7 separate regions of the Mus musculus genome follow, and all the other regions are linked to region 3. The links are chromatin contacts, called in public HiCAR-type, HiChIP or PLAC-seq and promoter capture Hi-C maps. All regions are on one chromosome and are shown on one strand. The core of a region is the stretch at or near the end of the contact, and the rest is flanking DNA. Distances in the headings are between cores, read along the strand shown. Region 1 has its middle 19 kb from the start of Eldr. Region 2 overlaps Egfr (epidermal growth factor receptor). Region 3 holds the start of Sec61g (SEC61, gamma subunit). Region 4 holds the start of Plek (pleckstrin). Region 5 overlaps Egfr (epidermal growth factor receptor). Region 6 overlaps Egfr (epidermal growth factor receptor). Region 7 holds the start of Egfros (a long non-coding RNA gene).

Region 1 (3,339 bases), core at 61-2,560, 420 kb before region 3:
AAACAAAGAATTATCATTTGTGGGTGGGTGCAAAAACATAACAACCCACCCACTGAACAACCTCCCTGAAGGCCTATGTTTTAGGCTTTTTTATTAGGTTCTTTTACCCACCACCCATCTACACTTCAAGCCTTTCTGACCACTGAACACTAGATCAGTGAGATAGAATGATAGAGGGGAAAGGGGGCATAGACTTCTTCCTGATGATTAGGGGCATTAAACTCCTAGGAGCAAATCCAATGTTCATCATCAGGATAGTTCCAACCAGCAATCCAGCAAACTGGCAATCCAGCAATAGCAAAAGCAGCAAACAATAGCAGAAACAAGCAGCAGCAACAGCAGGAACTACTACCAGCAGCAGCAACATAGCAGTGACCTGGAGCAGTGGAGGCAGTAGCTGCCCCATGTCCTCTCAGGGCTCATCAAAGAAATCAAGGTGGACCAATGTAAGAATGTCGTTCATTGTCTGTTGGATTATATGTACACACCACACGACACAACTGAGTCTCCAATGAAACCAGAAATTCTACTTCACACCTATCTAGATTGCTTAGTGATCTTTGCTATCGTTTCCCAGATGCTATGCAGTTTCTCACCAAATCTACTTTCTAGTTCTGTAGATGAACTCCTTCAGCTGGGCACAGATTCAGTTCCTGGTTTCCAGTCACCCATCCTTGGATTAAACTCTGTTCTTTGCCCCTGCCAGCTCTACAGGATATTGCTCTCTACAGAGGAGAGAATGCACTTAAAGTAGAATGTTGACATTCCTGGTATCCCTACAGCCAAGAAGAAATTCTATGCTATATTTGGATGCCATTTAAATTATATAGTAATACACACTTTAAAAAGTCCTTTATTTTTTCCTGATTTCATGCACATAAAATGAAAAATGCCTGTCTAAATAGACTTAATATTTGTGTTATTCCAAATACATGTGTTGAAGTCCTAGTATCCCAATGTAATGGTAAGTGAGAATCAAATGTTTGTGAAGTAGCTGAGGTCATGATAGTGGCACCTCAGTGCTGGTACCAATTCGGACATAGGATTTCCACTGCTGTGAAGAAACACCATGACCAAGGCAACTCTTAAAGAAAAAACATTTAGTTAGGGTTCGGTTACTGTTTTAGAGTTTTAGACCATTATCATCATAGTGGTAAACACGGCAACATACAGGCAGACTTAGTGCTGGATGAACAAAGAGTTCTACATCTTGATCCAAAGGCAATCAGTGAGACAAAGTGTCACACTGGCCAGACTTGAGCATTTATTTGAGACCTCAAAGCCCTGTCCCCACAATGACATACTTCCTCTAATAAGGCCATACTTCCTCCAATAAGGCCACAGCGAATAGTGCCACTTCCCATATTCAAACCACTAGAAACCCTCAGGATTCGATTAGTGTGTTTGTACCAAGAGAAAACAGAGAACATTTGTGCTGTTTCTTTTTCCTAAGTCTGCACACACAAAAGGTCCTGCAAACAGGAAGAGAATGTTCACCACTCAGTGGACCAGACACCAACTTGATTTAGGACATTTGTCACGAGCACTATGAGAGTGTATCTGCTGTGAGGAGTATGTAGTTACTAAGGAAGTCAGGGCTCACTACTACATTATCACTTGTAAGAATTGTAAGGCATTCTATGTCTACCTGTTCTATTTTTGTTCATCTCAAGAACTTGGACATTATGCTCACTACCTTCCTGGTTCCTTCAGATGGAATTATTTTCCAGTGATAGTTTAGTCCTAAAGACAATGTTCTTAGGACTCTATTCTGAGGAGAGAGATCAGAACAGAAAATTAAACAAGAAATTATTGCATGTATAGTTGTGACAAGTGAAGGGGAAAGGGTATTTAAGTGACTTATATTTCATGCTATTCCATTACATTTTAAAAAAATAGCACATATTACAAAAAATCAACCAATTACAAGTATAAAATAAAGAGTAAAGTCCCATCTTGCTACTTTATTATAGTATTTTCACTCTTCTTACTAGAGTTCTCAGCTATTAATGATTGACATTATTTGTTTTGGATGTCTCCAGATTGTGTGTGCATGCACAGAGATAGGTAAATTTACATACTGTCGGGGATAAGCATTGTACAATGTTAAAAATTGGAAGATAAGCCACAGTGGTTTCTTTTTTTTTTTTTCTTTTTTTTTTTAAGTGTAAGGTCTTTAGATTAACTTATCAAACAAAGAGTAGGGAAGAAAATTCAGATTAATAGCTCAGCTGAAAGCTTTCTCCCCTGTAGCCTGACAACCTGCCAAATAAACAAACAAAAAAACCAAACAAACACCAGCACTGTCAAGGGAAGTATGTATCCTCAGTCATTAGACCTGCAGGACCAAAATAAGTTATCATAGAATGTACTTCTCCGGGTCCAGGGAGCCACCAAGAAAGGACTCACACTTATCAGGACAGCTCTCCTTTACTCTTCTTGCACACAGCACCACCTGAAAACTGTTAGAGTCAGAGGAATCTGAGGAGTTTACCTTTCAACTACAATAATAAATGTGACCACGTCTGAGTTCTACATAAATACTCCAAATATGTCAACTGAGAGGTATACATGATAACAATGTAGATCAAATAAAGATGTAATACCAACTGTATAACATCCAAAGTAGTAGTAACATAATGAATATATATATATATATATATATATATATATATATATATATATCACCAAAATAACTACAACATCCAAGATAACATATCTCTTCCTAAAATTGCAAATCCAACAGTAATAGCATAGTGAGAATGAGTGAGGAGAAATCTCAGAGAAATCAAAAGAAATGAAAGAAGTATATTTAAATAAACTAAAGAATGCCCATGCTCATCAAGGAAATCCAAACAGATAGAAGCTGCTGATCAATAACACAAACAACAGAATGAAATATGTAAAGTGGTGCAATATATGAAAGAATTCAGCAAAGAGACATAAATGTTTAATGTAAACCAATCTAAAATTTGAAAACTAAAAATCATAGTGAGTCAAGTAAACAAGTGCCACACCCACTCCAGTGAAGTCTGCGTGGGAAGCCCAAAAGCTTGGACGCAGTTCTGAGGCAAAAAGTTTCACGGAAACTTAGTCTCTTGGAGCCTTGGCATCCCATAGCACAAATGCTCCAAATTTGTCCCTGCAATAGTGTGGAGGGTCTTACATTTTTTCTTGCAGTATTTTACTGGATAGGAGCTAGAAATCTCAGGGCAAGCTTAGCAAAGTAAGTTTAGAATTCTTATTATAGTTATACATGGCAGATGGCATTCCTTAATAGAAGAAAGTCCCCCACAAAATCACTTAGATAAAAGCCAAATTACTCCCCTATACAGGAAT
Region 2 (3,444 bases), core at 858-3,357, 260 kb before region 3:
ATTGTAAAGTCTTTATTTTGTTGTATGTATGCTCTATGTACATGTGTAAGCATGGATGTGTTAGTGTGCATACACATATGTGCATGTGGAGATCAGAGGTCAGTTTGGGATGTTATTCTGCAAGAAAAGCCCAGCTTGTTTTTTGAGATAGTTTCTCTCTGAGCCTTGGAAACCACCACATAGACAAGGCGTGCTGATCAGCGAGCCCCAGGGACCTGTCCAATTTTGCCATCTCAGCAGTGGGATTCCAGCAGGAGCTACTTTTGGCTTTTTACATGAATGCTCTGGAATGAACTCAGGTCCTCATGCTTGTGTGGCAAGAACTTTCCTGGCAGAGCTATTTCTCAAGCCCCTGATTTTTCAAACTAGCATTTCTGTTGGGAACTCTAACGCCGTGACTTACTGATAGTTGCCATTTTCCAGCCTGGGGATGATGTAATTTTTGTGATACTTAAAACATAAGCAATCCTGGAAGGGCTCTAAAGAAACTGGCCACAGCTGATTGTGGTAGTGAGAGCTGATAGGAAAAGCTGACGAGGCAGACGCAGAAAGATTGTGAGTTTGAGGGCAGCCTAGGGTACACATTTTAGGGGCTATAATTCTTTCTGGAGATAAGAAGGCAAGAAAAAGCAAATGCCTGGAACTTACATCAATCATTGAGTTATGGGTTCAGTGAGACCCTGATCTTCCAGAAGCATTTAAGTATGTACTCTCCAACACACACATTCGTGTACACAGACATACAATACACACAGTGTTTTTTAAGCTGGCTACAGAACTACACAGAATGCCATGCCAGCTGTGCAGCTCATCTGCATGTTCTTTCTAGATGGTCAGAATGTCTGTATGCTCTTTCTAGATGTGAGTATGTCTGTATGGTCCTTGTAGATGGTCAGAATATATATATTCCTTTTAGATGGTAAGAATGTCTGTATGCTCCTTCTGGATGGTGAGTATGTCTGTATGCTCCTTCTAGATGGTCAGCACGTCTGTATGAGGTGCACAGCTTATGGTGCCAAGTAAATCAGTGGCCAGCCTTTTCTCTTCAGCAGTTCCAAACCCTCCATGGACCACCATTAAATGAGAAAGCTGGATAAGAATCTCATCTTTTTATGAACTTACCCACTCATCCCACAAATATTTCCTGGGCACCTACTGCTCACCAGCCACTGTTATCAGCATATACAGCCTGATGTCAGGAAATTGTAGTGCTTCATGATGCATGTGAGCAGTGGAGTGCAGGGGCAAGTGTTGCTGAAGTCATGCTCAGAGTCAGATTTGTTTGTTCAAGGTGGCTTCTGATTCAACCAGGACCTTTGGTCACCTGTTCTGCTCAAACACTAAGAGAACACCTAAGAGGTATGCAGCTGTCTTCCAGGACTCTGGTAACCTCTCCACACACAGCCAAAGGCAGGGTGACTGTCCAGAAAGCCGTTGGGTCAGCCTGCCCCCACCCATGTCTGGAGTGACGTTTGCCTGGTAGAAAACTTTCCTTTCTTTTTCTAGGCCATGCACATAAACAACATTGTTTTAAAGTGCTGTGAAGCAGACAGAGGCAAGGCACTGTTCACTTGTGTAACACCAAATCTACTTTCACTCTTGGGCAGGCGGCTACCAATTTCAGAACAGAGCAGCTGCCCTCTGTGTGTGTGGAAAAGCTGGCCTCAATCCAGCTGGTTTACCCCTCCCCACTCCACCCTACCCTCCTCCAGCTCTGAGAGATTGGTACTCTGGAAGATTTTGTTACCCAGTAGTGCCCTTGAATAGACAGAAAGGAGGGGGCAAATAACAGGAAGAAGAAAAGCACATGTTTTACACTTAATTTGTGGGTTTTTTTTTCTTTTCATTTCAGCAGTGCAAGAGCTAATCTCTAACATTGGAGCCCTACTGGCTCTCTGTAAGCAAGTTTCTGGGTGGGTATAATTAAGGTGTCCTCACATGGCTCCTGCTTTCACTTGGTAAGCTTTCAGGTGGAACAAGCCGGTGCAGGTGGAGGTGGAATGTTGGCCGGAGTGCAGCTGAACAGGAATGCCAAGCTATGGGCTGACTGGGGACTTCTGGACCCATGCAGAACCCAGCAAGGCAATGATGAGCTTCGGAGCAGCAGGCATGGAGCACAAAGTCCTACTCGATCATTAAGTTACAGAAGGTGGGTAAGCATGAGCTGTTGGGTATGCCTGGCTTAGCAATGAGTAGGTAAACATCCCCAAGACTGACATTTCAAGCTCCAGCCATTCCTGGCAGGGATGCTTCCCCAACCCATTAAAGAATGTTCATCAGCATCCTTGGCCTCTGTGATACAGATGCTAGTTACAGGGCTCAGTGTGACTTCAAATACTTTCTTCAGATATTACTAAATATCTTCCAGGGTGGGGATGGGAAAGAGAATGTACCTAGCTGGTAAGTACTGAACCAGGCCTCCATATTCCTAAAGTGTTCTATTCCTGATTCACCAATCAAGTCCTTCATTACATTTTTAGTCCTCATGTGGCGGTAAGACATTGGATGTGGTAACTGTGAAAGAAAGGGACCATTTCAGTTGAAAGAGATATTAAAGATACGCCAACCAGATGGAAAGAAAATAGCACCTGCCATTGTCATTGCTGAGCGAACACCACATTCCTGACTCTTACCGTTCATGATAAATGTGTAATGTAAATGTGTTCACACGAGAAACATTTTTGAAATTTAGAGTAGAATTCTAAATTCTAAATGTTCCAATAAAACCTCATACTTCCTTAACAATATAAAGTCTACACAAAGGTTAAAACTTCCTCGAGCCCCGTACACAAGACCCTATTTCATGATAAGAGATTTTTCTGTGAAAATACATGCTGCCGTTAAAACAGAGTACTTCACCCCAGAAAATTTAAGTTGATGCTGAAAAACAAACAGTATTTTTGTTTTTCAGTAAACCACTGATCCAAAGTAAGAAGGGAGGCTGTAGAGTACATTGTAATATTTGAGACCAGATTTAAAATGGTAGTAAAGAAAGAAGCAACATGCAAAGATCTGATGCACCTGCTTCATATTTGCTGAAATTTATTTTTCATGGGGAAAAAATAAACTTCAGAGGAATTACACAGTTGCATGCCTTGCAACTCCACCTTTTTCTTATTAATTATCTCTGAACTGGTGCTGTGGGTGGAAGGCTCAGTACTGCTTTGAAGAAGCATAGCACATGTGTACCCTCATTCTTTGAGAATCTGTAAGCAGTTTAGCACACAGAGGCATAACCCACTTTTTACATTTCCTGGAAGTGGGAGGAGGAAGTTATCTGACCTCTATGCTTCCTGTAGTAAACCCAGAGAACCCTGCACAAAACATGCCAATGTGCAATGCTCCTTCCTTGAAGAGGGTATAATGTACACAGTACTGAGAGTGTAGGGAACTCGGAATTTATACTTCACCATCATGTAGGAGTGAAGACAAGAGTGTGCGAGG
Region 3 (3,379 bases), core at 503-3,002:
CATTCACTGGGCTGAAAACCTGGTGAGAACCAACCAAAGTTTACACAGGGAACTGTCACACAGATGCAAAGCAATGCATACACAGGATCCTAGGAAAAATGCACACATAGACTCTGGAAAAGGACAGGATGAACTCTCAGGGTAACCTGGGTTACTAGGTGGGAGGGTAACTGTCTTAGTCAGGGTTTCTTTTTTTTTTTTTTTTTTTGGTTTTTTGAGACAGGGTTTCTCTTTATAGCTCTGGCTGTCCTGGAGCTCACTTTGTAGACCAGGCTGGCCTCGAACTCAGAAATCCGCCTGCCTCTGCCTCCCGAGTGCTGGGATTAAAGACGTGCGCCACCATGCCCAGCTTTAGTCAGGGTTTCTATTGCTGCACAAACATCATGACCACGAAGCAAGTTGGGGAGGAAAGGGTTTAATCAGCTTGCACTTCCATACTGTTGTTCATCACTGAAGAAGTCAGGACTGGAACTCAAGCAGGTCAGGGAGCAGGAGCTGATGCAGAGGCCATGGAGAGGCCAATCATTCTTATTGATTTGCTTCCCCTGGCTTGCTCAGCTTGCTTTCTCATAGAACACAAGACTACCAGCCCAGAGATGACACCTCCCACAAGGGGCCTTTCCCCCTTGATCACTAATTGAGAAAATACCCCACAGCTGGATCTCATGGAGGCATTTCCTCAACTGAAGCTCCTTTCTCTGTGATTACTCCAGCTGTGTCAAGTTGACACAAAAACCCAGCCAGTAAGTAACCTAATTTGGATAATCCTTCACAGTATGCTAGAAGTTTGTCACCTATATTTAGCTGCCCTGTTTTAGTGGTTTTAAAAATCATATTTTTTTGTTTTACTCAGTTCCACTTCTCCTGAATTCTTATGGATTCTGTGTTTCTTTAAACATCATTAATATATGAATCACTCTCCTGTTTTATCTTTTTGCAGTGTTTAATCCTGGGCTTGAATGTGTATATATATATTTGTTTTGTTTTGAGACGTTTTTCATATAACCCAAGCTGTCCTTCAAATTTCTATGTAGCTAAGGGTGACCTGGAACATCTACACACCTCCTATTCTCAAGTGATAGATTTATAGATGCGTACTTATACTGAAACAACCACGAAAAACATAAGAATGTTATAATACAGTAGCTGCATTAACCCCTTTTATATCCAAAGGCCAAGTTATGCCAGATTGACAGTTGTCACTTCCCAATATATGGCTGCAAGCTGAGTTAAAAAAAGAAACTCTAATTGCTCATTTTGAATATACAAAAACAACTCCTTCAAATAGCAAAGAACTAATGTTTCAAGGTAGTGCTTCATGACACTTGCAAACCTGCTGTATCTTTTTTAGTGATTGGAAGAAAATTTTTATAGGTCTTTTAGATACTAATGGTAGAATTATGGTTTGTGCTCCATATGAAAGCAAAGTATTGTAATCTGTTTCACAGTACTTGCCCGAGGTTGCACGTGAAATGAAGTAAAAACTCTTCAAAGCCTACTGATAGAGCCAATCAAGATTATCCAAGCAACAAATCTTAACTCAGAAATGTCAAATGTATTGCACTCAGAGACTGTTAGTACCAGCAGTACATCTAATTCCTCATTGGGGACAAGAAAGTTCTAGGTAGGCGGTCTTAATTCCCTCTATATTCCCATGAATAATAAGCAGAAAGTCATTTTCCGGGAATGGAGAATAGTTTGAATTAGGTCGTTCATACTGAGATGTTTGTTTCATTTTTGATCAGTGACATTATTTGCATGCGCAGCGGGGAGACTCATAGCTGTAGCGCAGACACTCACTCACTAACTAACTAGCGACACTTCGTGGATTTACGTTGAGGCTGCTGGAGAGGCTGCTGGAGAGGCTGCGCCCGAGACCGGGAGGCGAACAATCGGGAACCAAGATCCCACACCGCCCGCCCGTTCAGCTGGAGAGACCCGAATCGCTCAGGTCGGCCTCTGCTCGGGAAGCCGGGAGAAACACACGTAGCACTGCGCCGGCGTAGTGACGTCTCTGCGTGAAGAGCCAATTGAAAGGAGGAATGGGCGGGCTGTGGGTTGCCAGCTTCCGGTTCCGTTGGGCTCGGTTCTCTCCTGAGCTACGTGTCTCTACGCTCTCAATCCGCCATCCAGTAAGTAAGGATTTTCTCATGAGTGGTAGGTAGGGGAAAGCTGGTCTAGGGTTCATGGCACAAAGGGGCCGCGGGATGGGAGGCCAGGGACACGGAGGGACCAGGGGAGGTGAAGAAACTGGAGGTACGAGCGTCCGGTGGGATGATTGGGGCCGGGATCTAAGTGGGCGCGAGATGAGCGGGCCTGGGGGTCGTGGAGATCAAAGGAACCCCCGGGGAAAGGGGCGGCGAAGGGGCCACGGGCTGGGGTCACGAGGACGTCCTTGATAAGCCTGGAGGCCAGGAGCTGGACCTGGAAGCTGCAGAACTGTGGACAAGTTGGCTGAGCCGGGTCGCTGATGGACAGGTGGACAGAGAGCCATTCATTTATGAAAAGGGCAAAATCCAGGCACAGGTTCTACCTACGTAGCCTCAGATGGAATTAGCCAGTCAAGACCTCTAAGGAGGAGGGTTTCCAAAAGTTCACGAACTCAGAGCTTAGCGTCTGGATCTAGGGTTCAGCCTTCTCCCTGAACATCCCCTGCCTGAACATCCTCACACTGTTGGTGAACTCATTGTCTCTTGTGGCTTCCAGAGCCTGATGCTTTGAACCTCTTGTGAAGTTGTGTTCAGGTGTCGAAATTTAAAGTAAAAGTGTTTGATCAGTAGTCAGCATCGAGAAGTCTTAGTGGACTCGTGCTCTCCTCTAACAGCGAGTGCAGTGGTTGGTCTAGTGGTTTTAGGGCTGTTGGATTTGAAGAACAGCTAAATGAAACACCGAGAAAACAGGCGTCCCTTTGCTTTCTGTATCAGGCTGTGAATTGATTTCTTAGTGTGTACCTTAAGTGGTTCAGCTATTTGTCCACTGTTCACGGCTTAAAACTGGGACCCAGCAGGGCTTCTATTTTCTAGCTAGAGAGTGTAATTATCATCTGACTTCTAAGACCTGGAAATGGAGTACAAATACTGTGGCTCCGTTACCAGTGGCTCTCAGAGTCGTTGTATTCTTAATAGAGTTTCAAAAGAACCTCAAAATATTCAAACCTAAACATTTAGCTGAAGGCTTTGCAGAATCTGAATCTTGCCAATTTTTGTTGTTTGGAATATTCATCTGTCTGCCCACCCCAAGAAATCTACTTTTACTTAAATATATTATATGGGCATGACTTCCAGCAACTTGATTGGAGTGTACTCTTGCCTCCATTTTAGGCTCTTGTTACACCATAGTTGGAACTTGTTGTAGTAGATCCTAAGTTTTCAATAGTTTG
Region 4 (3,291 bases), core at 183-2,682, 500 kb before region 3:
GCCTTAAATCCAATTAGACAGTTGTTGATTACTTCCAAAATGTAAGTGCCACTACTGCACCACTGAGATATCTTGCTGGGCTGGTCATTGTTGTAGTTCACAGGCTGTAAAGCAGAAAGGATTGTTGATTAGCCTTTCTCCCTGGGCACCTTGCACAGTACCTTTTGATACTATGAGCACTAGTCCTCATGGAGGAGACTTCCTGGAAAGTTCTACCTCAAATATTCCAAGTCCTGTGTCTGAAGTATGAACTGTCTTTAGCAATAGGATCATACTTTTAATATCTGCGAGGCATCCAAGGACAATAGCAAATGGCTATAATATATATTTTCTGTCCCCTCATTGAGACAGGATCTCACCATGTAGCTCTGGCTATCCTGGAACACATTATATAGACCAGGCTGGCCTCAAACTCACAGAGATCCACCTGTCCCTGCCTCCTGAGCGCTGGAATTAAAGGTATATACAAACACATTTCATTCTATTGTTTTGAGAATTTTCTGGATCTCTCTGACCAACAATTTGAAGGGCGGTTTCCCATGCCTGCCAGGTACTGGGATTTTTGTTAGATAGTCTATGGCTTTTGTGGCACAACTTCACTTCAATGCCCCCCACACACACCATATATGTATTTTTATAAAAATAACCATATGAAATAATGTTTTCCTTAGGGCTTTTCCAAACATCCTAAGTACTATTTGTCTCTTCTTCCTCCTCTACTTCTGAATTACCTTTCTTCTTCTCTCCCCATTTAAAGCTGGTTCCCCACTTCCCCCTTTCCTTGTTCCTATTAAAAGGGATAACACCTGTATCCCATTAAACCCATCTCTGGAGTGCACTGTCCCCCACCCCCCTTGGATGATCTCTTTCTACTTTCCTGACTTCTATGATGACTACAAGTTACTTATTCAAATCTAAAGATCTGGATCTAGGATTCATAAACAAGAGAGGAAATGGGACATTTGTCTTTCTAGGGCTGGGTTACGTTAGTATAATATTTTTCAGTTCACCCACTCATCTGAAAATTTCATGATTTCATTTTTCTTTACAGCTGGGACTCCTAGGATTTGTGGGGACAACAAAGACAGGGTGGGTGGGTGTGTGTGTGGGGTGGCGAGCACTCACCTGACTGGCTGGGCCACATGCCAGTGTGGGGATGGAGACAGCGTCTTGGCATTTTATTAAGTACTTTTTCAATACTTCAAGAACAATTCCTAAGCAGGACAGTCTCAGGCGATAAAGTTTTATTATTCATCTCTTACCATTTTTTTTCTCTTTAGGTCAGGACTTTTACATATGGGTAAATATTTGACTAAGCTGTGCGTTATTATTTCCATCATTAGGAAAGCATGGGCTGTTCAGATATCTAGTTCCTCTTTCTGACTCGTCACCCCAGAGAGGGGAAAAGGATGTCATCACGTAGTCACCAGCAGAAGAGAAATTGTGAAAGAGACCTCCCTGTAAAAAGGGCAGCCCACAAACACCTCAGCCTTCAGAGGAGACTGAGCTCCTCAGACGACAAGAGTGGACCCGTGTGTCTCCCCACCAGGCATGGAACCAAAGCGGATCAGGGAGGGATACCTTGTGAAGAAGGTAAGTAGGGAGGTCACTTACAAGGCTGGACTTAGAGAGGGGCTTACAGGGGATTAGTGTTTGCTCCATACTCTCTGTCCATCCCTTCCAGGGATGCTCCATGTTGGATCTATTAGATTAGGATGAAAGAGTATTACATCATACAGTGTACTGGGGTGGGGCTACCTCCATGTGTTCCCCTACACCCTTTTTTTCCCCTTAAAAGTGAATTAATCTAGTTCGGGCTTCAGCACAGTTTGCCCTTACGAGCCTGAGAATTCGAACATTCAGGGTGTGGACGATGAAAATCCAGATTTAGTTTTTCATGATTTAAAACACGTTGCAACAGCTAAACATTGCCTTCTGTGGGGGGAAAGTCTCAAATTGTTCTGTTAGAAAAGCTGCTTGGAGAACTGTTTAGCTCTTATTTAAATTGACAGGGCTGTAGAAGAGTTAGGGGTTGCCAGTGTTTGTGTGAGCAACAAGCAGAAAAACAATATAGCTAATTTCTTGGGCGTTCTCCCACTTACGCTTCTGTTTCAAGGGTGTGAAGGTGGTTCCAGGTGGTGACGGTGGGTGTTGGCTGTAGTCTTTTACCCACAACTTAATGAATTTGTATAACAGTCCACCAAAGTGGTAGATGTATCATCTTAAAGAACAGAAGTGGAAATGTGAGAATGCCAAAAATAGCTTAGTGTTATGAAAATTTGAATTTTGATGCTGTTTCTAGTCTTTGTGCTGCTGGTGTTGTGTGCTTTGAGTTGTGAAAGCTCCTTACCTGGTGAATTCACACATCGGGACTGCTGGCATCCTGTGGGCAATACTCTGTGCACAAACACACTTCATGGAGCCAAGTGGGTTCATGAAGCCGCTCAGAAATGTTGCTTCTGACTAAACTTCCACAAGAAGCTTTCTAACCACATGAGCAGCCAGTGTTGCTCTTATCTTTTTAAAACTCAATGCAGTTAATTAAATATCTAGTTAATCAAGTTTTGAGAATGGGTCTTACTCTATAGCTCTTAATGTATTTCCAAGGCTAACCTTAAATTGGTTGCAAGCCTCCTGCCTCAGTCTCCCAGACCCTACGATTTCAGGAATGAACAATCTGGTCCAGCTGCATCTTTATTTTAGCTCATCCATCTGTTTCTTTTTACCTTAAAATGTTCTATGTCTATGAACATAGGACACTAAATGGTACATATCACAACCTGGTTCCACTTTTTATTTCAAATTAGAAAGAAACTTTCATTCATCTGTGTCATGCCCAGAGGTATGTATGACAGAGTCAGGAGAAATACCCTCTCTATCCCCTGAGCCCTGAGATCTCTGTTTAGCACCCTAAGGTTTTCCTGAAGGAAAGCTAATCTCCACTAGTGCTTACAGTTTATCTGTGGTGGTGAGAGTTATGAGTTGGTGCTGGGGAATTCATGCATCTTCAGTGCATTCTCTTAGGATAATTGAATTTTGAAACTTCCTTTGTAAATGAAACAGCTAGGTGTAGTTTATTGGTAACTGGAATCCATCCTCCCTCTCTGAGAACTGATTGGAACTGCTGTTGAATGGGCTTTCTCCTGATCTGATGGAAAAGGTGTGTGTGTGTGTGTGTGTGTGTGTGTGTGTGTGTCTCTGTGTGTGTCTGTGTGTGTGTGTGTGTGTGTATCTGTGTGTGTGTGTCTCTGTGTGTGTGTGTGTGTCTCTGTGTGTGTGTGTCTGTGTGTG
Region 5 (3,481 bases), core at 64-2,563, 360 kb before region 3:
GAAGGCATCCTGACTGCTGCAGGCTGCCTCTGCCTCCATTGCTCAGCACTGAGTGGGGTTCTCATCCTTGCACCTGTCCAGGCAGACACTAGCCTACAGGACAACAAGGCAAGCACAGTGGCTGCCTCCAAACTGCCCAGGACTCTAGCATAAGACAGAAGAGGAAATGAGGACTGTTGGGTGAAAGGGCAAACTCACGGGGGCACTTCTTCACACAGGTGGCACCAAAGCTGTACTTCCCTTCAGGGTTGACATCCATCTGATAGGTGGTGGGGTTGTACAGCATGAGTGGTGGGCAGGTGTCTTTGCATGTGGCCTCATCTTGGAACTTTTGGCAGACCTGTCATAGGAGGGACAACATGTCTGGTCAAGGATGTGGCATCCAAATGAAAGGAACCCAGTGCCAGGCAGCCTGCAGGTCAGTGGGACAGTGACAGTTTTCGGTGTTTTACATGCTCAATTAGAGAGGAAAAATGTCTAGTAAGCCTTTCCAGGATAGTCAGAAACACCTTCCTCTTATGAGTACTAAGTATACATTTTTAAGTATACTGACTGTCTCAATTGATACAGCCTAGGGTTTGTGGTTAAAAAAAAGGTAATAATGAAATCTACACATGATATTGGAAAGTATGCTGTAACTATTTTTAAACTCAGTTTTTACTGGGTTTCTTTCATAAAGAACACTATAAGAATATATTTTATAATTTATGGACAAACTGCAGAAATCTTAGCAAGAAGATTCCATGTAGAGAGCTGTTGGATCTTTCTAAGAACTCCATTTGTAGTTTTATCCCCGGGCTGCCCATTTGAATCAGACCAGACTACCCAGGTGAAAAAAAAAAAAGATGCCTGGAGCTAGGTTTAGTTTATAGAATTTAAGAATCTTCTGTTCCAGAATGATAGAATACTCTAGACTCTACCTTTAGGTGGACTTCCTTTTCTGGAGCCTAATGGAGTTTGCTTGGGTTGGCAAGGACCCCAGGAATCACATTCACTAACCCCTGACAGCTGCAAAGTTAACACTAGAGCTTTCACCAGAGGTAGAGGGTCTGAGGGGAGACACTGTGGGATGGGGTAGGATTAGGAGGGGAGCAGCCCAAGAGGCATGAAAATATGGTGTGCACATGCCATACTGCCCAAAGGTCTGGGTAACTGGGATGGTTCTCAGGGGGTCTTACAGAAGAAGAGCTCCCTTCATTTCTCATAATGTTGCTACTGTTGTCCATGACAACACTTAATTAAAATGTGCACCACATGAAGGCTGCTGTCACAGTCAGATGTCGAGCACGTGCACAGCTCTGCAGCACAACTCCCCAGTAGCCAGAGTCTTACCAGACAGTCACTCTCTCGGGGCCCTGTACACCCCGCAGCACATTGGTTGTGGCAGCAGTCACTGGGGGACCTGCCACGACAGCGATGGGAACATTGCTGGGCACAGATGATTTTGGTCACTGAAAAAGAAAGATTACCAGTGAGCTGTGTTTAAGTGGCAGCTCATCTTCTAGAGACACCAAGGAATGCTTGCACCCAGTAGAAAGAAATAAAGGAGGAACCATGGGTTTTGTGACAGGGAGCAGCTTCTAGGCTTTCACAGTCAGCCAAACAATATAATCACAACTTTCCCCTTGGTACATTTTTATCATTTATCTCAAATCACTTGGGAGAAATAATCGAAACAAGTCTGATCAGATCTTTTGAATAAGTAGATATTATCTAGGGAATTTCTGGCAATACAGAAGGCACATAGCAAGAAGAGCTCCTGGCAGGAGGCAGTGTTTAAAGGAACGAGATAGTTAGGTCACAAAGGCAATGAACTACAGTCAATTTTGAAGCTGACACACGCCCAGGTTCTTTGAGTGAAGCAGTAACCATGCTGAAGTAAATTAAACTTTGTTTTTTAAGTTAGTAGGATTCACACATGAACTCTGTGGAGCAACACCGTCAAACTTCTATATTAGTTGGCTCTGGAAAACGGGGAGGATTGGATCAGGGGACAAGGCATCCTGTGTGTCACCATGGACACTTGGGTGGTTGGCTTTCTTGCATTTAATGACAGGTTAAATTATCCCACGTAGTAAGCCTTAGATAGTTGTGCACTGTGATGTTTCCAAGACTGATGCTCATGAAGTGGTTAACTCTGAGTCTTTTGCCAAGCTCCTGTACTTGTTCAGTCACAAAGCGGAGGAGTGGAGGACCACATACTGTGTGGACTCCCTCACCAGGGCATGTTTCTCAGGCCCTGATGCTGCACTGACTTACATTTCTGGCAGTTCTCCTCTCCTCCTCCCCAGCAGCTTCCATTGGGACAGCTTGGATCACATTTGGGGCCTGAAATAAAAATCAAGTAGTTAAATGTGCATTTCAATAAAAGTAACAAATAACACGCAACTGACAACTCTCTCAAGGTCCTAAAGAATGTCCTAGAAATGAGGAACAGCTTGGAAACTTTGTATTCATAGTTGGGTTGGATGCTTTGTAAGCTAAATTAAAGGACTCCTGCACAAAAGAAAAAATGGTGAGCCTTGGGCTGCTTTTGCTTGTACTTCAGCTGTGGAAGCTGAGACAGAGGTTACTTACTGACTTGTCACAGCCACACAAATGACAAAGCTAATGAATTTAGGGTTTCGGAGGTGCCACCTGATTAGGCTTCTCTCTAACCAGATCCGCTCAATGTACACTTATGCACCTTGCTACATTCAGTCTTGACTGACTGTGTGGGGCAATCATCACTAGATATTTAGGATGTTATGTTGAGTCTGGTAAATGAACACTCCTTTCCTCCAAGCCATGAAGTGGTGCAGAACATGACACAGGAAGCGAACATTCTAATTCTGTGAGTCACTTGGCTAATCACCTAAAACCTTAGTTAATAGCTGGCATACTACTGTCTGGAAATCTTTGTAATTGCTAAATATTTGTATTTTTATAGTTGGTCAATATCAAGTTGCAGCTGCAAAGGGTTTCTATTCAGCCATTAATCATCCTGAGAACTGACGATCAACATGTTGACCAGCACAGATGTTGAGAATTTCTTTCTGGGAAGCACATTTACTTTTCTCGCCTTCACTTTTTTGTGGTGCTGCTTACTTACCACCTCCATTAGGCTTGTAGAGACCACTCTGCTTAGTTCTGTAGCCCTCTTCGGGCAATCTTATCTCACAGAACAATTTTATTTCACATGGAAGCTTATTTGACGGTGTCAGAACTCTCTTTGCAACTTGATACTTGATACTATAAATATTTATCCTCATGTTTCCTTCTAGAACTACACCTATATTTTGTATAAATATAACATATTTATTTATATATACTTACATATACTTAATACATATTTGGAACTTATATTGATGCATGGAGTAGCTGATGATTTTATGTTTTTTTTCTTTCTCATAAATTCACTCTTATAACCTCAATTTGTAAACTTTATCAATGATAAAATATGTTGGCCACAGTGGGCTGCTCTTCTGAATCTCAGATGCCT
Region 6 (3,747 bases), core at 153-2,652, 390 kb before region 3:
AGAAGCCAAAGAAACACTTCCAAACACACAGCTCATTTTCTCTGCCTCTTTCTCTTGTCTGGTTGAGCTCCGGAAGCTGCCTCCTTCCTCAGTCCCAGCCACCTCTCTGAGTTATGGAGCTGTTACTCTGTCCTAGTCTTTACAGCCTTTGTATCTCATAAGAGTAAGGTCTCTACATATTGAATATGACGAACTTTTCCCCACTAGGAAAGGAGTAGTGCTAACACTTAGCCTTCTCTAGGTAGGATGTCCTCATTGGTTCCCTCCCTGCCTTTCTCCCCCTGCCTCTCTCTCCAGTCCTGCCCCTTTCTTTCCTCTCCTCTCCCCCATCCTTGCCATCTCTTATCCTTGCTGTCTTTATTCTTCTCCATGGTGCCTTTCACTCTTTCTTCACACTGGAAGCTACTGTGTGGGACAAGTCACATACAGTCTCTATGCAGAGGACCAGTCACCCCCTGTCTTTCCTCCTCTGCTTTTGTCTAAATCTTCTTGCTTTCTGTCCATTTATCACGCTTACAAGGAAGACTAGAGAGCTCACTTCAAACTGCATTCTACTACCAGTATTGACTCTTATTTAGCTGCTTTAACTGTTTAACAGACTTAGGTGTGGTGGTGCATGCCTGTAATCAGAGCATGCCAGGAGGAGCTGGAGTTCAAGGATACCATCGAATTTAAGGCCAGTCTGGGCTATTTAAGACTCTGTCTGAAACAGCAATAAAATGTTCCGCACAGATTTGGTTCATGAGACACATGTGGAGCATTTGATAAAAAAAAAAAAAAAAGAGCAATTGAATGATAGCAGCAGTGCCAAGTGCTGAGGACACAGCAGCTACTGACAGTGCAGTGGTCTCTCTGGATGAGTACCTACAGGGCTAACTTGTTAGAGACCCAAGGGATCTGATCTAGAACAGGCTGCTTCCCAGACAAGCTCTCAGTCTCCAGCCACATTGGGGATTAGCCCTACCTTCCCCTGCTGTGGCCTCTCAATGAAATTTGTCAGCTGGGCCAATGCTGCCTGTGTGCTACCAAAATCAAAGCAACAAAAGTCTAGCACTTGGTGGTTTGTCAAGAGATCAGTGTCATTGTGTGAGTCTGATAAATCAACAGAACTCCCCCCCCCCCCAAGCTCAGCACATCCACAGGGCTGTTGTAAAGGAACATGGAACATCTCGGCTTTAGGTTTCCTCAGGAAAAAAAAAAGCTTGGAAAAGCCAGAGGAGAGCTCGCAATGCTCTAAGGTAGACAGTTCAGTGAGGGTCTTGCATGAAGTAAACTGGGGACGGAGAGATTAGATCTATTAGAACCTAGACTCAACTCCATCCACTTCACTCTGCCACACACTTTCAAGGCAGTTCAAGAGGCCATCTCAGAACCCAACTGGGTTATAGTTTAACTGGTTGCTACAGATAAGAGCTGTGATATTGCTTATGAACTCTCCGAATCTAAATAGTAATATCAGCACTGACCCCAGTGGGATCTCTTGGAAGTTTCATTTCCTGATTCTCTTTTCTTTATTGAGTTTAACATATTTATTTTTGTCTCACTGCTACAGGACAGCGAGAATGGATTTTGAACAGCCGAGTTTAAAAAGTGATTTTGAAGAGTGGAGCTTCAGCATAATAAAGCTGGCCTAGCCATCTGCCTCACAGGGATATCAAAGGTCTTTATGGAACACTCTGTTGCAGAGGAAAAAAAAAAGACTGAGTGTAGACAGTGGCATTTGAAGACTGCTCTCCCAAGGGCTGTATATCTCACATATCTTGGGCAAAGTTCAGAGAGGCTACTGCAGTGTCCATTTCTGTGCTGCTCTAGAAACCACGATAAAGATAAGCCCAGACTTAGTGGCCTCCTCATTTTCCTGTGCAAGGAGGGAGAGGAGCTGGGAGACAGATGGGAAGTGTTTCTGTGCTTTAGCTTCAAGTGCAGAAAAAGCATCGTAGACGTGTGAGCAAGTGTGCACGGTGTTCGATCCTCACTCTGATCCTTGCAGTCAAGGGGCCAGTTTATGTTTACTACATAAATGTAGTTATATATTTTTCACTTTAAATGATAAAAGGAAAAGATTTTTAAAAATCAAAATAAAGCAACTCTTTGGTCCTTTTGACATGGGCACTGTTGTGCTGTGCGTTTTTGAGATGTGTGCTTTGAAGGATCTTATGAGTCCTTCTTTCTGGCCCATTGTGGATAAGAACAGTGGGTACATTGAAGCACTCTCTAATCTCAGTCCCTGGGAGTTCCAAAGGTTATATGTACAGAAGAGAATCCACTTTTGTCTATAAATGGTGAGAAAAGTATAGTTCTCTTATAGTTTACCAATCTATACTGGTTTCCTCCCTAACTACCACCATCCTCTCCTTCCTTCCTTCTTCACTTTCAATCTTCTTGACAGTTTAGCTCAGACAGGGAAAGTGTATAATCACCAATGTCTACAAAACTTTTGAAGCTGGTCGCTTTTGTAGGTCACCTAAGGTATTTGTGGGGTAATGCATCCTACTTTGAAATGCTGAGACTTTAGTTTGTTCTGAGCTACTAAATGCATCTGGGAAGTTTTCTTTGCTCGTATAGAAGTAAAACAGCGTTAATACTGAGATATATTGCCACTAAGCCAGGAGCAAAGTTTTCTCCTCGTCACCTGGGAAAACATTATGTTCCTCCCCTTTGGGGGCATACACTCTACCACTTGGCTAGTTCTATATGGCACAATAAGGTTTCCTTGAGAATTCCCAAACAGAGGTACCACAGGCAAAGAATGAACTGCCCCAAATGTGGAAAGACTGCCAGTCAAAATAACCTTAAGCAAAATACAACAGCACAAAATTCAACAAGTAACAGGTTGAAATTATGATTAATATTACATAGAAAACTGTCTTAAGAGACAATCAAACCTCAGAAATGTATTCAGAATTGCTGTTTACGGTGGGCACTATCATTCTTTCAGAAGGGTAGTTTTTAGAAGACACTCAAACTTCCAGCGTGAACTGAAAGTTCACTGAAATCGTAATCCCATTTTGGTTTGGGCAAAACTCCTAGAGACTCTCTGTGTAGTATGTTTGTGTATAGCCGAAATGGAATGAAGGGACTTACATGGTAAGTGAGTATTCTGCACCGAGCTATGCCCCATTCTTAAGAGGACTCTCTTTTGTGGAAGTTGAGCTGTTATGTTTTTAAGAACTTCTGGTGACCTGGGTATCAGTAGTCATGCAAGAGAAGTCAGCCCTAGAGTTCTAGTAGTTCTACCCTGATATGGGGATACAGCTAGGTCTTACTGTACAGTTGTGGAAAGTGGTCACAAACTCAAGAATAAACTAGACTTCCAAGAGATCAGCATGTGGAAATAAAAAGAAAGGAATAAAACTTGAGAAAGGAGTGCATCACGCCCTGCCTTCGGGAATGTTAGAGAAAATATGAGAGAATTCCAGAGTTCAGGAGTGAGGACGTGGGTAGGCCTTCAGACACCATCCTATATCTAATATATAGCTGTTCTGGGTTAGGCAGAGGTCAGCTACTGAAGCAGGTTGAATAGCCCCAAATTTTCCTATTTATTTGGAACTTCAGAATGGAATCCTATTTGGAAAAGGGATTATAAAAATCTGATTGCCTACAGATGTTGAGATACATCTACCTGGATTTTGGATGGGCCCTAAGTCCAGTGATTGAGACCTCTTTTTTTCTTATACATATTTATGGGATGCAACTTGATTTTTGTATGTATTCCTGATATGGAGAAACTAAGACAAACTAAGTAGC
Region 7 (3,470 bases), core at 8-2,507, 320 kb before region 3:
GAGAGCAGGCTGAAACCAGTTAGAAATAAAGCATACAAAGCAGTATTTGCAATTCTACTTCCAGATGGGAAGAGGAAAGGGCAGGAAAACACGGAGGTTACAGAATGAGACGGCCGCTTTACTTTGAATTTGTCCTCTCAGCGGCGGTCTTGTACAGTCTTGGTTTGGGATACATGCTAAGACAATGATAGATGAGTGAATATTTGTAAGACATTTAAGATGTAAAAAAAAGTGGGGGGGCTTGCAAATCACTGAGGTTGATGTAAGTCAAAGTATTTAGGCTGATTTTAACCTGTTCCTGCTCCTTCTTCTGTGCTCGGGCTATCCAACGCTGAAGGAGATGGCCCTCGGAAGAGTGAACAACCTTGAACACAACAATTCGAAAGAATACTTCTGTTTTGTTGTTTACTCTGTTTCATAGAAAGACTATGTCCAATCCAGGATCCTCCTCCTCCTCCTCCCCCTCCTCCTCCTTCTATTTCTCTCTCTCTCTCTCTCTCTCTCTCTCTCTCTCTCTCTCTCTCTCTCTCTCCCTCCCTCCCTCCTTCCCTCCCTCCCTCCCTCTCCCTCTCCTTCTACCCCCCTCTTTCTTTCTGACTCTATTCCCATTTATAGAAACATACAGACTAGAAGATATCGTGGACATTATGTCCAAAATTTTATACCATGAAATATATTATACTAGGGAGTATATTATGTGCAGCTTTAAATAATGAGTTTCACAAATTAAACAAAAATAAAAACCTTAAAAGGTCTTTTTGGAAACCCTTTGAAATTCTCTTAAGAATTGTAAGATTCTTTCTTGCCCCACAATAATATCTTAGAATGTTTTACTTCTGCGATGAATGCTCATATGTTTTGGAATATTTTCCCCATTTATCCTAAGCCTGAAAGCACTTTCAAATCTGATTAGCTGGGTGATCATGCTCAATGGAAAAGGTCTTTTGGCCCAGACACTGCATAGCTGATGTGCCCCACCCACCAGGAAGGAGCTTGCTCCCCTTTTCTTTACAAAGCGGTCTAGAACTCTGTCAGTGCTCTTTGGAAAGGAGGATGCTTTTCTTTTCGTTTGCTGTAGACTTTCACAGGTCAGACTTCCATTGCCAGAAAAGGAACACAATCTAAGAGCAGTAACCTGTCTTAAATTTGTCATGGGAAACCCAGGTTCACACCTAAGCACAGAGCGAGTATCACTTTAAGAGCTGACATGCTATCCAGTCTCTCTGCAAAGGTAACTTTCTGACTAACAATGAGTCACATGGGAAAGCAGGAGGCCACTGAATCACTGCCTTAGAACCTGCCCTGTCTTGCTTCAGTGCCGTCCCTGACACAGGATTTGCTTCCAGCCGGCAGCTAGCATTGCCACTTCAGAGAAAGGCCCTTGTTTTTTATTTATTTATTTTCAGGATCGCGAGGCTCTATCCCAACAGCAAAATTTGCTTAAAGCCAATTACCTGGGAACCCATGCCAACACTGACAGATCTTTCATTCCCCTAGATATACATTTTTTTTTCTAGCGAGAACCTTTGCGTAGTCTTTCGGAGAGAGTGTGAGCACATGCAGGTAAGCTTTGTTTGGGTCACATCAGTACGTTGGGTGGAAAGATACGTAAGCAGCTTTGCAGATCTCATAATAACTCTTCTCTATGCAATAATATGTGCCCTGTCTAAGTTCCATTAATATGTGCGCTGTCTAAGTTCCAAGGTGAGGGAATTTATGGCCAAATAAGGCAACCTATCCACCCTGTGGACCTGTGATGTCTAGCTTATTAAATGCTGTTTCTATTGCTTTCTTTGCAGCCAAGGTTTATCATGCTATTCTATTTTATTATCATGACTATGCAAAGTTTCTCGTTAGAAAAAAAATTGCACATCTAGGGGAATGAAAGATCTGTGAGTGTTGGCATGGGTCCCCCGGTTATATCCTTCCATCTACATTTCTGCTTTCATCATTAAAACACAAGCTTCAGGACCTTGCCGCCGTGTTTCTATGACAAAGCCGCATGCATTTGGTATGATTGTTGTCCACTGTAGAGGTCAACGCCATTGGACTTTAAGTTGCTTGTTGGACCATCATATTTCTCCTCACTCACCATCTCTTATACCAGCACCAGATGAACTCTGAAAGAGTTCCACAGGAGGGTGAAGATGCAGCCTCCTCCCCATCCCTCTGGTCATAGCACACAGCCCTCAGTTCTTTCCACTGTTATTCACAAATCTCAAGCACTTGATCTTCGTCCCTCTTAACTACACATTATCAGATTCTACAAAGCACTTCATATCACTTAACAATAGTCTTCACTTCCCACAGCTACCCACAGAAGCTGGCCTCACTACATAAACATGCAACATTGGGAGTGCTCATTCAGGCCTTTCAAAGGAATGTGCCAAATATGGGAGAATTGAAGACACGACAGGCATAGTACGGGCTATCCACACACCCAAATACAGGATATTATCAAAAGAGTTAGCTAGATTTCTGTTTCTGCAAGAAAATATGCACAAACAGTAACAGGAAGTTAAAGAGAAAAAAAATAAGAAAATTTCTAGAATTTAATTCTGAAGAACTCAGCTCTGAGTTACTTTTCCAATGTGTGATTCTTATTTTGTTGACATTTTCCTTAGACAACTATTCTCATGCTATTTACTAAGCAAAAATGAGGAGGTCCTATACTAATTTTGAGTTGTGGGATGTAAGGTTATATAAATTTTAACACTGTCATATTTTTCCATAATTTTTGAGCTTCTATGAAGTAAGCATTACTTTGATTGTCAAAAGTAAACAAAAAAGAAGTGGTCTCACTTGTGGAAAGGACAACTCTCTGCTTTGTCCTAGATCCTCACCAGCCTTCTATGGACACACGAGACACTAGAGGAGTGTTCTAACCCGCAGTATGAATTTGCATTAGTTTCTGGGTCAGGGAAAGAGTAAGTATGGCCTTCCATGAAGCTTTAGTCAACCACAGCTGCTAGCCTGCCTGCCTGTCCCCCAGTCTTCCAAGTCTGCACATAACAGAATTCCTATAGATGACAAAAATATTTTTTAACACTAACAGCTTTTCAGGTGTCTTATGGAAAAGTGAAGACAAGAGCATGATTGAAGATTTTTGTCCTTTGAATGAGTCCCAGTGTAACTAAGACTCCATTTTGGAAATTCCAACAACTCCAAAGGAATAGAACTTTTTCCCTCATTTCAACTTTTGAGGATAAACACTCAAGAATACATATGTTTATATGTTTCTAAGAAGTCTAATGGGAAGCAGGGAAAATGGTGACTTTTTTTTTTTTTTTGGTAGCATGGACTGTTCACTAGCAGGTTTTTGAATATTGACACTTTTATGTAAAGTGCAGAATCAGTTCCATGTAATCCCATCATTTTCCTTAGTTTGCAAACCATTTATTTTACAAGCAGATTTGTCTTTTTATCAGTTTGTACAAAGTACAGGGCAAAGAGAGACAGATAGTGTGGAG

What was found. Promoter capture Hi-C pulls out the DNA fragments that hold promoters and counts their contacts. HiCAR-type assays count read pairs that join an accessible place to other places. HiChIP or PLAC-seq counts read pairs in DNA pulled down with a chosen protein or histone mark.
Region 1: an H3K4me3 HiChIP or PLAC-seq map of bone marrow-derived macrophages shows a contact between it and region 3, with 5 times the contacts expected there. The contact joins the enhancer-like site here to the promoter of Sec61g in region 3. A contact is called at or near these places in 19 of 39 promoter capture datasets (the 3T3-L1 cell line, 3T3-L1-derived adipocytes, the C10 cell line and 13 more), 1 of 15 datasets of contacts at CTCF or cohesin (large pre-B cells), 18 of 484 Hi-C or Micro-C datasets (the C2C12 cell line, CD4 T cells, CD8 T cells and 13 more), 37 of 115 datasets of contacts at active chromatin or transcription factors (the 230-238 cell line, SST interneurons, VIP interneurons and 24 more) and 4 of 9 other capture datasets (adipose tissue, liver, macrophages and 1 more).
Region 2: a HiCAR-type map of astrocytes shows a contact between it and region 3, with 2.1 times the contacts expected there. The contact joins the enhancer-like site here to the promoter of Sec61g in region 3. A contact is called at or near these places in 1 of 39 promoter capture datasets (pre-B cells), 5 of 115 datasets of contacts at active chromatin or transcription factors (astrocytes, bone marrow-derived macrophages, embryonic stem cells and 1 more) and 1 of 9 other capture datasets (adipose tissue).
Region 4: an H3K4me3 HiChIP or PLAC-seq map of bone marrow-derived macrophages shows a contact between it and region 3, with 10 times the contacts expected there. The contact joins the promoter of Plek here to the promoter of Sec61g in region 3. A contact is called at or near these places in 9 of 39 promoter capture datasets (the 3T3-L1 cell line, the C10 cell line, HPC-7-derived erythroid cells and 6 more), 8 of 484 Hi-C or Micro-C datasets (B cells, the Ba/F3 cell line, the G1E-ER4 cell line and 4 more), 14 of 115 datasets of contacts at active chromatin or transcription factors (the 230-238 cell line, CD8 T cells, bone marrow-derived dendritic cells and 10 more) and 3 of 9 other capture datasets (adipose tissue, liver and macrophages).
Region 5: a contact with region 3 is called in a promoter capture Hi-C map of neural stem cells. The contact joins the enhancer-like site here to the promoter of Sec61g in region 3. A contact is called at or near these places in 14 of 39 promoter capture datasets (the 3T3-L1 cell line, 3T3-L1-derived adipocytes, cranial neural crest and 8 more), 2 of 484 Hi-C or Micro-C datasets (Th1 cells and nephron progenitors), 17 of 115 datasets of contacts at active chromatin or transcription factors (astrocytes, bone marrow-derived macrophages, embryonic limb bud and 6 more) and 3 of 9 other capture datasets (adipose tissue, liver and pancreatic islet).
Region 6: a contact with region 3 is called in a promoter capture Hi-C map of liver, with 5 times the contacts expected there. The contact joins the enhancer-like site here to the promoter of Sec61g in region 3. A contact is called at or near these places in 8 of 39 promoter capture datasets (the HPC-7 cell line, cancer-associated fibroblasts, cranial neural crest and 4 more), 1 of 484 Hi-C or Micro-C datasets (liver), 16 of 115 datasets of contacts at active chromatin or transcription factors (the 230-238 cell line, bone marrow-derived macrophages, embryonic stem cells and 9 more) and 4 of 9 other capture datasets (adipose tissue, liver, macrophages and 1 more).
Region 7: an H3K27ac HiChIP or PLAC-seq map of stem cell-derived neural progenitor cells shows a contact between it and region 3, with 5 times the contacts expected there. The contact joins the promoter of Egfros here to the promoter of Sec61g in region 3. A contact is called at or near these places in 3 of 39 promoter capture datasets (embryonic stem cells, liver and pre-B cells), 9 of 115 datasets of contacts at active chromatin or transcription factors (astrocytes, bone marrow-derived macrophages, embryonic stem cells and 4 more) and 2 of 9 other capture datasets (adipose tissue and pancreatic islet).

The regions. Positions count from the first base shown.
Region 1 is chr11:16,930,357-16,933,695 of GRCm38.p6, reverse strand. No RefSeq gene overlaps it. Among named protein-coding and RNA genes, the nearest start is that of Eldr, 19 kb to the left of the region's middle. Within about 2 kb of position 1,310, at least 26 of the 459 cell types and tissues checked have an H3K27ac peak or open chromatin away from gene starts, as enhancers often do. A contact at or near this core is called in bone marrow-derived macrophages, where this site is marked.
Region 2 is chr11:16,768,019-16,771,462 of GRCm38.p6, reverse strand. The region is part of intron 1 of Egfr (epidermal growth factor receptor); the gene reads right to left. Among named protein-coding and RNA genes, the nearest start is that of Egfr, 18 kb to the right of the region's middle. Within about 2 kb of position 2,107, at least 86 of the 459 cell types and tissues checked have an H3K27ac peak or open chromatin away from gene starts, as enhancers often do. A contact at or near this core is called in adipose tissue and astrocytes, where this site is marked.
Region 3 is chr11:16,506,857-16,510,235 of GRCm38.p6, reverse strand. Sec61g (SEC61, gamma subunit) reads left to right here and starts at 1,752. Exons shown (of 4, transcript NM_011343.3): 1 at 1,752-2,132. The coding sequence starts at 2,043.
Region 4 is chr11:17,006,859-17,010,149 of GRCm38.p6, reverse strand. It overlaps Plek (pleckstrin), which reads left to right and starts at 1,432. Exons shown (of 10, transcript NM_019549.2): 1 at 1,432-1,593. The coding sequence starts at 1,552.
Region 5 is chr11:16,866,078-16,869,558 of GRCm38.p6, reverse strand. Egfr (epidermal growth factor receptor) reads right to left here. Exons shown (of 28, transcript NM_207655.2): 5 at 2,260-2,328; 6 at 1,333-1,451; 7 at 199-340. Among named protein-coding and RNA genes, the nearest start is that of Egfros, 37 kb to the right of the region's middle. Within about 2 kb of position 1,313, at least 13 of the 459 cell types and tissues checked have an H3K27ac peak or open chromatin away from gene starts, as enhancers often do. A contact at or near this core is called in neural stem cells, where this site is marked.
Region 6 is chr11:16,898,851-16,902,597 of GRCm38.p6, reverse strand. All of the region lies in intron 20 of Egfr (epidermal growth factor receptor), which reads right to left. Among named protein-coding and RNA genes, the nearest start is that of Eldr, 51 kb to the left of the region's middle. Within about 2 kb of position 1,402, at least 23 of the 459 cell types and tissues checked have an H3K27ac peak or open chromatin away from gene starts, as enhancers often do. A contact at or near this core is called in adipose tissue, hepatocytes, intestinal crypt epithelium and 2 more, where this site is marked.
Region 7 is chr11:16,828,537-16,832,006 of GRCm38.p6, reverse strand. It overlaps Egfros (a long non-coding RNA gene), which reads left to right and starts at 1,257. Exons shown (of 3, transcript XR_003949851.1): 1 at 1,257-1,563. The region is part of intron 1 of Egfr (epidermal growth factor receptor); the gene reads right to left.